Regions from separate parts of the Danio rerio genome. Here region 1 is linked to region 2. A link is a contact called in public Hi-C data. All regions are on one chromosome and are shown on one strand. The core of a region is the stretch at or near the end of the contact, and the rest is flanking DNA. Distances in the headings are between cores, read along the strand shown.

Region 1 (5,082 bases), core at 1,045-3,544, 460 kb after region 2:
CAAGGTTCATCAGAAAACCGTCCATCCAAAAAAGGTGCTTATGTATATGGCCACTGCAAATTGTGGGCATCAGATATTTTTAAACACCTCCACTTGAAAAACAATGTGGGCATTCTGACTCATAAGCAATGCACCAGCTGTGCGAGAGACCTCTGAAACAGCGTGAGTTTGGCAGAGAACTGAGGACAGGCTTAGCTTGGTGAGCACCAGCAAGGATGGGTCCTATCTGAGTCCCTGCAGGACTGAGAACTCGCAGTGGGAGGGATGTCTCAACTCCATCTGGCCCAGCAACGTGTGTGCCTTCATGCTGAACCGAACCAAGGTCTGCAAATTGTTGGCACAACGTGAGAGGCCTTGCATAAGGGGTGCATTTGAAAGGAAAGATCCAAAGATGTCACCGTATGTCTGTGGATATCTGCAAGCTCCTCGCATATGGCAGTGGCATGTAGGTCTGAGAGTTTTACTGTTTTTCTGTGACGCATGTGTAAATGTTAACATGAGAACAGGCCTGTTGTGAGTACAGGGATAGTTACTGCCAAAATGTAGCCTGCTAATTCTCCAGACTCTCGTGCGATGAACACATTCTGCCATCTAGTGGTCACATTTAAAATGAAAGCAGGAAAAATATAATGGTGAAATGTAACCTGTGTACTGGATATCAGGAAACTATTTTTATTTTATTCTTTTTTTTATTGTTATAATTATTAAAGTTTTTTTTCTGGATGGATGGATTTAATGACCTATAGCAGAAAACTGTGTAGACTAAATTATAGAAATACAAAGTATTTGTTGTGCTTCAGAACATCATTTTAGAAAGTAAAACAACAATACACTGTGCAATAACTTATTTTATTTATTAAAATGTATAAAACTTTGGCTTTTGAACAACTTTATATGCCTACATAAACCTTTTGAAACTGACTAACTGATTAACTACTATTCCAGTTAATAAAAATAATATTTATTTGTGTTTTTGTTTTTTTAGAGTATTATAGTTCAAGGTTTACCACAATTTGGAAAAGTCAAGGTTTTAAAACCTCCAAATTTTTCTGTAATACCATTCTTAAGGTATGTAAGATTTTTTATTTACATTTTTTTGTTTTTTAGGACAACAGTATTTTAAAAAAAAAAAGATATGCAAAGATGCCGTTCTAAATTGTAAAGAAATCTGTGTTTTTGAAACAAATGAAGACAGCAGAAGTAAATGTTTCATTTGAATTAAATAGCCTGACATGTTTACTGCTGCAAAATATTTTAAATCTTTCAAAAAATAGAATATATTGTTTTCAAAAGGGAAAAAAAAAATTTTTACCCAGACATTTAAAAAGAAGATATTTTAGAGCAATGATCACTATACTGCGAAGCTGTGAAACCATGATATTTTTATCCATGGTTATCATACCATCAAAATCTTATACTGGCCCATGCCTAATTATAGTTATTATTTTAAATCTTCAGTTTTACGTAACACATACATTCACAGAACAACATGTTTTATGACTTGGTTATAATAGTAATTATTATATTAATAATAATAATAATAACAATAACAAAATTATTAAATTAAACAAATAAAATTAAACTAATGAATGAAATTATAATGATACTTAAACAAATAAATATAAGGAAAGCAGTTAAATCGAGGATCTTCTTTAAATATCTGTATAATTTTCAGGAAACACTGCTAGTTTTTTTTTTTTTTTTTTTTTTTTTTACATCAAAGGAACAAATCAATAGAAAAAATGGCATATAAGGGCATATATAAATTACAAAAAAAAAAAAGTATGAGAAATGAATTCCAAAATTGCATACATCCTTATAGCTTTTTTTATTTTTAATGTCTTTTAGGGTTTTGATATAATGTTTAAGATCAATTTTAAGCAAATAAATGTTGAATAAAAAAATGGATGACCCTTTTTGTTTGTGTACTTCCCATATATAATCATTAAATTAATATTTTGATCCAAAGTTTTATTATTGTTATTGTGTGTCAAAAATATATTTACAAGAAAACTGATTTTTTTATTATTTTTGCAAGTTATAATATAAGATATTCAACATCGATATTTAACTTTTGCAGTGTGTGCAATCGAAAAACATGTTTTTTATATAGATTCCTCCTTTAATTCACAAAAAGTGCACGCAGATTTCTCTAAAAAAATAACTTGTTTCACTGGATAAATTCAATGAATTACTTTACTGCAAGTAGCTCTTGTTACACGTCATATTTATGGCTGTGGCTCAAAACTTATGATGTCGCCTACCAAAACAGCATCATCCGACGTCTGTATTCCTTCTCAAATTCCATATTTGCCTAGATAGGGGGCCATTCAGATTTTGAAACACAGCCCATTTATGTCTTTCGGTGTAGCAAACGTGTTCTTTCCTCGTGGTTTTACACTCTGAAAAGTATTGCATTTGTTGTAGTTTTTAGTTTTAAACTCGATAGTATTGGTGTAATCATCTATATTAATATTTTACGGCGTTCTTTGTTTCTCTGGCGGATTCTGAAAGACAGTTGTTAGGACATAACTTAAAGATGTCGGGGAAGAGTTTTCGCGTTAGCGACGGAGACTGGATTTGTCCTGATAAAAAGTAAGACTTGCTGCTGAATGGTTTATTAATTGATGCATATAGATATATACATGCAATATTTAACCCTAACTCTTTGTGAAAACGAATGCAGATTGAATGGAATTGCACATGCTTCTGCTAGCATAGCATGTATTAGCTTTAGCTTGCGTTTATAGTTTGAGAATGGGCCTGTAAACGACATTAAACGCGTCGTTTTATTTTTATTTGTTCTTGCAAATTTTAAGACAATAAATTCACTTCTTTCATATAAATTACTAGCTTTAAGTCTATTTGACACCTTATGTTAAATGCATGATTCTTTGGTATGGTTAGCTAGTTAGCAGCTGTGTGCTATTAAGTACAATTGTATAACTGTTAGTTTTTATTAGTTGGTTAGTTGCAGTTCCTCTGAATTATTTATGAATACGATAATATTATAATTGTTTTGTATTTTTTTTTTTTTTTTTCAAGCGAAAAACTGGAGCGTCTCATTTTTGTTAAGTGAAAGTGGGATGTCTGGTCTTTGTGTGTGATTGCAAATAACCAGTTTTGTCTCTTTCTTTCGTTTTAAGGTGTGGAAATGTCAACTTTGCAAGAAGAACGAGTTGTAATCGATGTGGAAGGGGTAAGTGAGCTATCTTTTGTGCCAGTATTAATTCAGTTGTTTTTTTTGTGCATGTCACAACATAAATGAAACAAGATTTCAGTATTTTATTAATATTAACGTTAGTTTAAACGAATTATTCAATGCCCTTTGAACAGAGAAGACGACTGAAGCAAAGATGATGAAAGCAGGGGGGACAGAAATAGGAAAGACCCTGGCAGAGAAGAGCAGGGGTCTCTTCAGTGCAAACGACTGGCAGTGCAAAACGTGGGTATTGTGATAAAGTAATAATTACCTTTCCAACATGCATTATAGATGTGACAATCAAAGAAACTATTACTTCTACTTATTTTACTGCTTAGTAATAATGTAGCAGAATAAGTGCACACAATGTAGTGGTTTCCTGTCATGAACAGTTAATGAATAACTGGATTTTGTTAGAGAGAAGAAATAAATTAAAACGTCACTTTCCCGTCCTCAGGAAAGTGATTTTGGTTTGAGAAGACTATCAGTATGTTACGATCATAAAAGTTCAGTTGAACTTTTATCAAATTGTGACATGTATAAGTGTACAGCAGTGAATGTCCATAGTAGATGTAACATTAATAATAATCATAGCTTTTTAATTAATTATTGCACAATTGACATTTTCATTTAAAAATGTGCACAATTTGTTTAAAGAAAAACTTCATAAGGTTCCAGAAAGTGTTTGGTTGTTAATAAATTATTGTTGAAGTGAATAAATTAAAAGATTCAAATTAATTGAGCATTTACAAGTTCAGAAAAAAAATAAAATCGAAAAAAAACTATCCAATCTACTACTATTAAGTTTTAGCAAGACACGTTGCATATATTATCAAATATATCAGTGGATATTTATGCAGGTATTTACTGTAATGCTGGCTTATGGCTTGTTTCTACTGACTGGTACGGTACGGGTCACTTTTATCAGGCTTGCGTTTCCATTACCCTTTTGGTGGGCATGGTGTATGATAGAATGTTTCAGTCAATGTCATTTTTGCTCGAGAAAAAATCTACAGTAAAGCTGTATGGGTCGCTCGCATATCATATGAGAAGCACTTCTCAAAAAAAAAAAAAAAAACAGATAATCTTCAGCAGCACGTGTAGCCTCTTGTTAGAAAGTAATTCCCTCATTCTGAGTTTATTATACTCCATAAAGTGACTATAATAATTAAACATGGCAGTTTGTTCACGTTTGCTGAAAAAATAATGTGCTCCTTTTTTCCAGCTTCTCTTTTTTTGTTTTTTTGCACTTTACTCTCGCGTTTGTCCGTTTCTGACAGGATCGGGTTTCAAAAGCACGTCAATAATCAAGCGCAATTTATTATCATCAGCTCAAGAAGTTTGTTATTTCAGATATAGACGCGCAGCGAGCGCAAGCAAGAAAGCGAAACCCTTCGCGCTTGAGACTGGCTTGTAAAAATCTACGGGACACAGGGTAAAATCTGCTTTTCTTTCTGCCTTTTGGCTGTTTATCAAGACGACGATAAGGTTTGTTTGAACCCGGGTCGACCATGGCTCGTTATTATATGTATATATAATTACGCTGTAATCTCTTGGCTGTGTATTTTAAACATGGCGGTTCCTTTGTTTTCATTCTGGCTTGCTGCTTAAGCGAATGATGTATCTCTGTAAACCAATAGCATTCTGTTGTGCGTCTAGCTCCACCTTTTGGTACCGTTTCTCGTGTTTGGTACCCATTCGAAAGGGTGCCCAAAAAGTGGTAAGATACAGTTCGGTTCGGTGCTCCTTTTGACAGTGGAAATGGCCATAAAAGCGCAGCGTACCACTCAGTGAAACGAGCCATTAGACCATGAGGTATTCTGAAGTAGGAGCTAATATGGTCCTCACACAAGGCTTTCCTATAACTAAAAAACAGCAAG
Region 2 (5,168 bases), core at 2,312-4,811:
ACCAGAGGTGCCCAAACCTTTTCTTATGAAAGGCCGACATCCAAAGTTGATTGAGGGTGGTGGGCCGAAGCTAAATATACTAAACTGCAATACATTAAAGTAGCCATGATAACTTCCTAAATTAATAATATTTAAACATATTTCGGAAAAATTATTTAATCATATCAGTAATCTATATATATATATATATATATATATATATATATATATATATATATATATATATATATATATATATATATATATATATATATACAAATTCACATTTAATTTAAACATTATTTTCAGTTTTGCCTTTTTTTTGTAGCTCAGCAATTAAACAAAATGTTATGTAAAATTGAAAAGGATGAATTCGGTTTGAGGGATTTACCCCAACCTTCCCCATTTTTGGTCCATTTCTTCTCACGGGCCCTAGTTTGGGCAACTTTCTTGGAAACACTGTTTTGATTCTTGCATGTGCAAAAAACACTTTATAACACCTCACTGCATCATCACAAGCTACGGGTATTAATTTTATTTACTCTGCATATTATTTTGACTGTGATAGTGCCAGTAGAAAATGTTGAATCTGCAAGGACTGTGGTTTCACTTCAAAATATTCTGATGAAAAAATAAATGCTTCTTCTAGAAATATCCTTTTAACTGTCATATTAATAATATACATTTTTTTATCTACCTCAGGGAGTAGGTTGCCTGTTTATTCCCAAAATTGGGATACTTCTTTTTGTTGTGTTTTATACATTGGGAAACGTTTGCTCCTTAGCAAGGTGAGTCATCTGGTTTATAGCAACTAAAATTCTGTGACTATTTGCATTGTATTTTAATTAATTTCATTTGAACTCCTCAACAGCACCATGTTTTTAATGGGACCAGTGAAACAGCTGAAACGCATGTGTGACAAGACCAGAGCCTTTGCTACTGTTGTGATGATAGTGAGTTAATCTTTTCCACACCACACTCTGCTTGACTTTACATGTAAAGCCATCAATGAGGATGTGACTTGTTGTAAAAATAATGCAGACATGTTAGTTGTCTTGCAGTTTCTGGCTTTTCAAGTTTTAAAGCAAATGACGCTTGAAAGAAGTTTATTAATTACTAGGGCCAGACAGAATCTGTGGACATTTTTGCTATTTCTGCAGAGAATTTTGTAAAAAAAATTGCAGTTTTATGCGGAATCAGTTTGGGAGTATCATAACTGCAAATTTAATAAATGAAATAAAATATAATAGGTTTTTAACCTTTATTTAATGTTTACAATGCAAATCCAATTAGATTCACTTATTTGGCAAACAAAGCAAGTCTCTCATATAATACATCTAATAAAAGATAGAAAATATTACTTTACAAACTGTATTGTAAATAAATCATATGCACATTTTCATATTAGCCAATAATAATACTGAAATTAATTTAAAAACAGAATAAATATTATTTTAAACATACATACATGTTTAAATAAATAGACTGCAGATTTCTGTGCACACAGATTCCATATAGGCTGACTTATTACTTAAATTATGGATTACTATTTCTAACAACCAAGCAATACTGCATGAAATGTTTACCAGTCAAAAAAGTAAAAACAGGCCTTTTTAAACTTTTTTCATTTCTGGTGTTTTAAGAACAAAACAAACTTTAGTTTTCGGCTGAAATCACCTATTATGATTTTCACTATTCAATAAGAATCTAATAAAATTATCCTAATTTTGAAAGTAAAAACATATTGCCTTTAAATAACTTTAAAAAAAACTCTAAGAATTAATGCATTATATTTCAAAAACATGTTGGATGCGCCAAAAAGTGTTAGAATTATTATTTGAATTCATGTGCTCTCTTTGGAAACATTTGACCAGATGTTTAATGAGTACTAAAAGTTTCACTATTTTTTCTCTGTCCATAGACATGTCTGGTTCTCACACTCTGTGCAGTATTTTGGGTGAGCTTTCTGCATTTCTCCCTGCTGTATAGTTTTAGATTTTATCTCTGTATATAATAAATCTAATAGAATTAGCTTTCTTTAATACTAATTCAACACTAATCTCTGTACAACAGTGGAAGATCTTTGCTCTCACTCTGCTGTTTGTCATTCTTCAAGTCCTTGCATTTGCATGGTAAGTTTACAATGACACATTATTTTAAGCATGGACACCACACTGTATAACTTACAATTTCATTTACCTTTAAAAAACAAATAAAAAAAAAGTATAGAATGTTATCTGATAAAATTTTAGGATAATGTCCTGACCCCAGTGCTATACATGCTGCATATACAGATTATTGAAAGTTCAAAGCAATATGTTTGCTGGGTTTGTACTATTTGTCTTAAGTAAAATCAATGTCCATTGTTTCTTTTCTTTGATATGTTCAAAATAATGAACACATTCTCTCATTGACTGTGTGAATAATTATGACTACTTTAATTTAAATTCATCAATTTGTTTTAAAAGCTTATTAATTAACTAAAAAGTAACTCGCATGACATTTTTGAAAAACTTACTCAAATATTACTTATTTGTTTAATGCAATACTTTACTTGTTACTTAGAAAAGTAAAATTATTACGTAACTCTTGTTACTTGTAATGCGTTACCACCAACACTGCTTTTTCCTGTACTGAAATACATTTGATCAATTTATTAATTTTTCTTTATAGGTATGGCCTCTCATACATCCCTTTTGCAAGGTTAGTCATTATTTGTGATTTTAACATATTATTTTGTCTTAAAATATTGAATTAGATAAAACATATTAAGCATTTGATGGATGTGTGAATATTTGTTAGGTGGTTCATTCTGCTGTGGCGACCCCTAAAATAGAGACTAAACTGAAGAAAGTAAATGAATGCTAGAAAATAAATATGACACAATTGAAACCAAGTACAGTATTTTTAATTCTCTATGCTGTCTTTGTCTTAACCAGGGATGCTGTACTGAAGTTTTTCTCCATGTTGTGCAACATGTGTATGAAATGAAGAGCTGATGTTTATCCTTTCATCACTCTGGGAACTGGGAACACTCTGCTCAAGTATTCTGCAATTCTGGGGTCCACAAATAATCACTGAGACTATGGGATGGTGCTAGTTGTAATCGCTAACGTTAGCTGGACGACATGCTAAATCTGACTGTACAAAAGATTACATTTTACTGAATGTGTTTTAAATGTGTTGTAAAACAGATTTGTAAATGTTATGAAATGTCTTAAAATTGATATTTATTAAAGTAGATATTGCAGTTATATACTAAAAAGCTGACCTTCTATTTTTTTCTGTATCTTTGTCTGATACTATTTGTAAATGAAGTCTAGCTCAATTTTTTTTTCTGTGTCAGAATGTTGAATATAATTCAAAGGATAATCCGAGATTTGAGAATTTAAGATCTTTACACACGTATTCTTTATAAAATATACATATTTTAAATATATATGTACTTTTTTAAGAATGGCGCCTTTAAAGAGCGCGTGCTTGCGTTGCCAACTTGTCATTGGACAGCGTCAGTTTTGCTACCCGCCCATTCACTATTGCAGGAAGTAGAAAAACAAGTCACGTCAAACTGGCGCGCACAAGCTATTAAAGAGAAAAGAAATTCAGATGATTTAACATAAACGTAAACAACAAGGATGTCCACATTTCTTCGAGCAGTCAGAAACAACATACCAGAAAAGGACAAATCTGAACTAACGGAGAATGACCTGAAGAAATGGGGACTTGGAGGTGTGTGGAGCAATTGCGAGCTAACTTACTTGTTTAAGTTAATGTTTAACGCTTAACCCTACGTTAATCGTATTTAGCCCGTTTTGGATCAGGTAAATCATTAGTTTACAAAAAGTTTTGGATATAACGTTACATCAATAACGTACCGATAACTTCTCGTTAATGAATTTGCTTAAAAAAGTTTTACATTCCCAAAGTTTTACCTCATTGCCCATTTGTATTTATAAAAATACGAAGAATCATTTGCGATTTAGATGCATAGATTTACGTTTGTGAACTTCATATAGAAAACTTATGCCATTTTATTTTGATAAATTACATTTATAAGTACATTTAATATGATAATTACCTGGATCAACCCTTTTAATAGAAATTAATACCGTACATTTATTTCTCATGATTAGCTCAAGAACAATCCAGGTGGATAAAAACTAATACAATAAAACTAATATTTATTTCTAACAAGCAAAATAAATATTAACGTTACTCTAATAAAGTTTTTAAACATTATAATTTGATTTGCTCGTACACTGAAAAACTCCTATGTGATCTATGGGAAAATGCAAATAATTTTTCAAAGTAACTTTACAATAACAGAACTGATTTTGTCTGAATATGCGTATGATTTTATCCATGATATTATTTACATACATAAATGTATAGGTAAGACATAACTTGATTTAATGTAATTTATTAATGTTGCTCAAATTCATGTACAGTTTATACACGTTGATATCTTTAGATTTCACCCCACTCCTTTGTTTTGTAATGGTTTACTCCACCTTTATTGGACTGTTTTAAGTTATATTAAAAAAAATTTGAGACAGACAGAGCAACACACAGGGTTCATAAGGTCATGGAAAACCTGGAAAAGTCATGTAATTTTGACATGGCATTTTCCAGGCCTTAATAAAAATTTTGGAAAAATTAGAAAAACACACAAAGTTTTGGAAAAGTCATGGAAATTAGTTTAACAAATATCTCTATACCTAAATTAGGGCTGCACGATATTGGGATGAAATGTGTTGTATTTCTGTGATTATATATTGCGATGTGAATGCAATTTCACCAGATGATTTAACAGGTTTATTTGGATTGATTGGGGGATTTTGTAAAGGAGTGAATCTTGAATAATATATAACAAATAACTTACAAGCATAGATAAATTAAATATAGCAAAGACAAAAGTGAATAATGATATAGTCTCCATTGTATATTATTTAATCTTTCTTAAAGTTACAAAAAGTTTCTTGTGGCTGGTTGTTTTAAAATTTGAAATATTGAAATGTTCTCACAGTCAAAGGCCTGAAAGGGACAGTTTTGTCAAAGATGAAAATGTAATCACTATTTACTGACCCTTCACTATAGTTATTAAATTATATATTTTTTGTGTTCATTTAAAAAAAAAATGAAAATCATTAATGTTTGAAACAAGTGAAGGGTGTAACGAAATTGGTAAG

Evidence for each region. Hi-C and Micro-C count contacts between places; a contact is called where the count stands out from the background.
Region 1: a contact with region 2 is called in a Hi-C map of an unstated tissue, with 3 times the contacts expected there. The contact joins the promoter of zranb2 here to the promoter of chd1l in region 2. A contact is called at or near these places in 1 of 18 Hi-C or Micro-C datasets (an unstated tissue) and 1 of 4 datasets of contacts at active chromatin or transcription factors (embryo).

Annotation. Positions count from the first base shown.
Region 1 is chr6:39,857,104-39,862,185 of GRCz12tu, forward strand. zranb2 (zinc finger, RAN-binding domain containing 2) reads left to right here and starts at 2,295. Exons shown (of 10, transcript NM_001328210.1): 1 at 2,295-2,595; 2 at 3,147-3,199; 3 at 3,337-3,445. The coding sequence starts at 2,540.
Region 2 is chr6:39,398,337-39,403,504 of GRCz12tu, forward strand. chd1l (chromodomain helicase DNA binding protein 1-like) reads left to right here and starts at 3,562. Exons shown (of 25, transcript NM_200313.1): 1 at 3,562-3,708. The coding sequence starts at 3,615. It overlaps sft2d2a (SFT2 domain containing 2a), which reads left to right. Exons shown (of 8, transcript NM_001013288.2): 3 at 682-767; 4 at 851-932; 5 at 1,901-1,936; 6 at 2,053-2,111; 7 at 2,653-2,682; 8 at 2,919-3,238. The coding sequence ends at 2,970.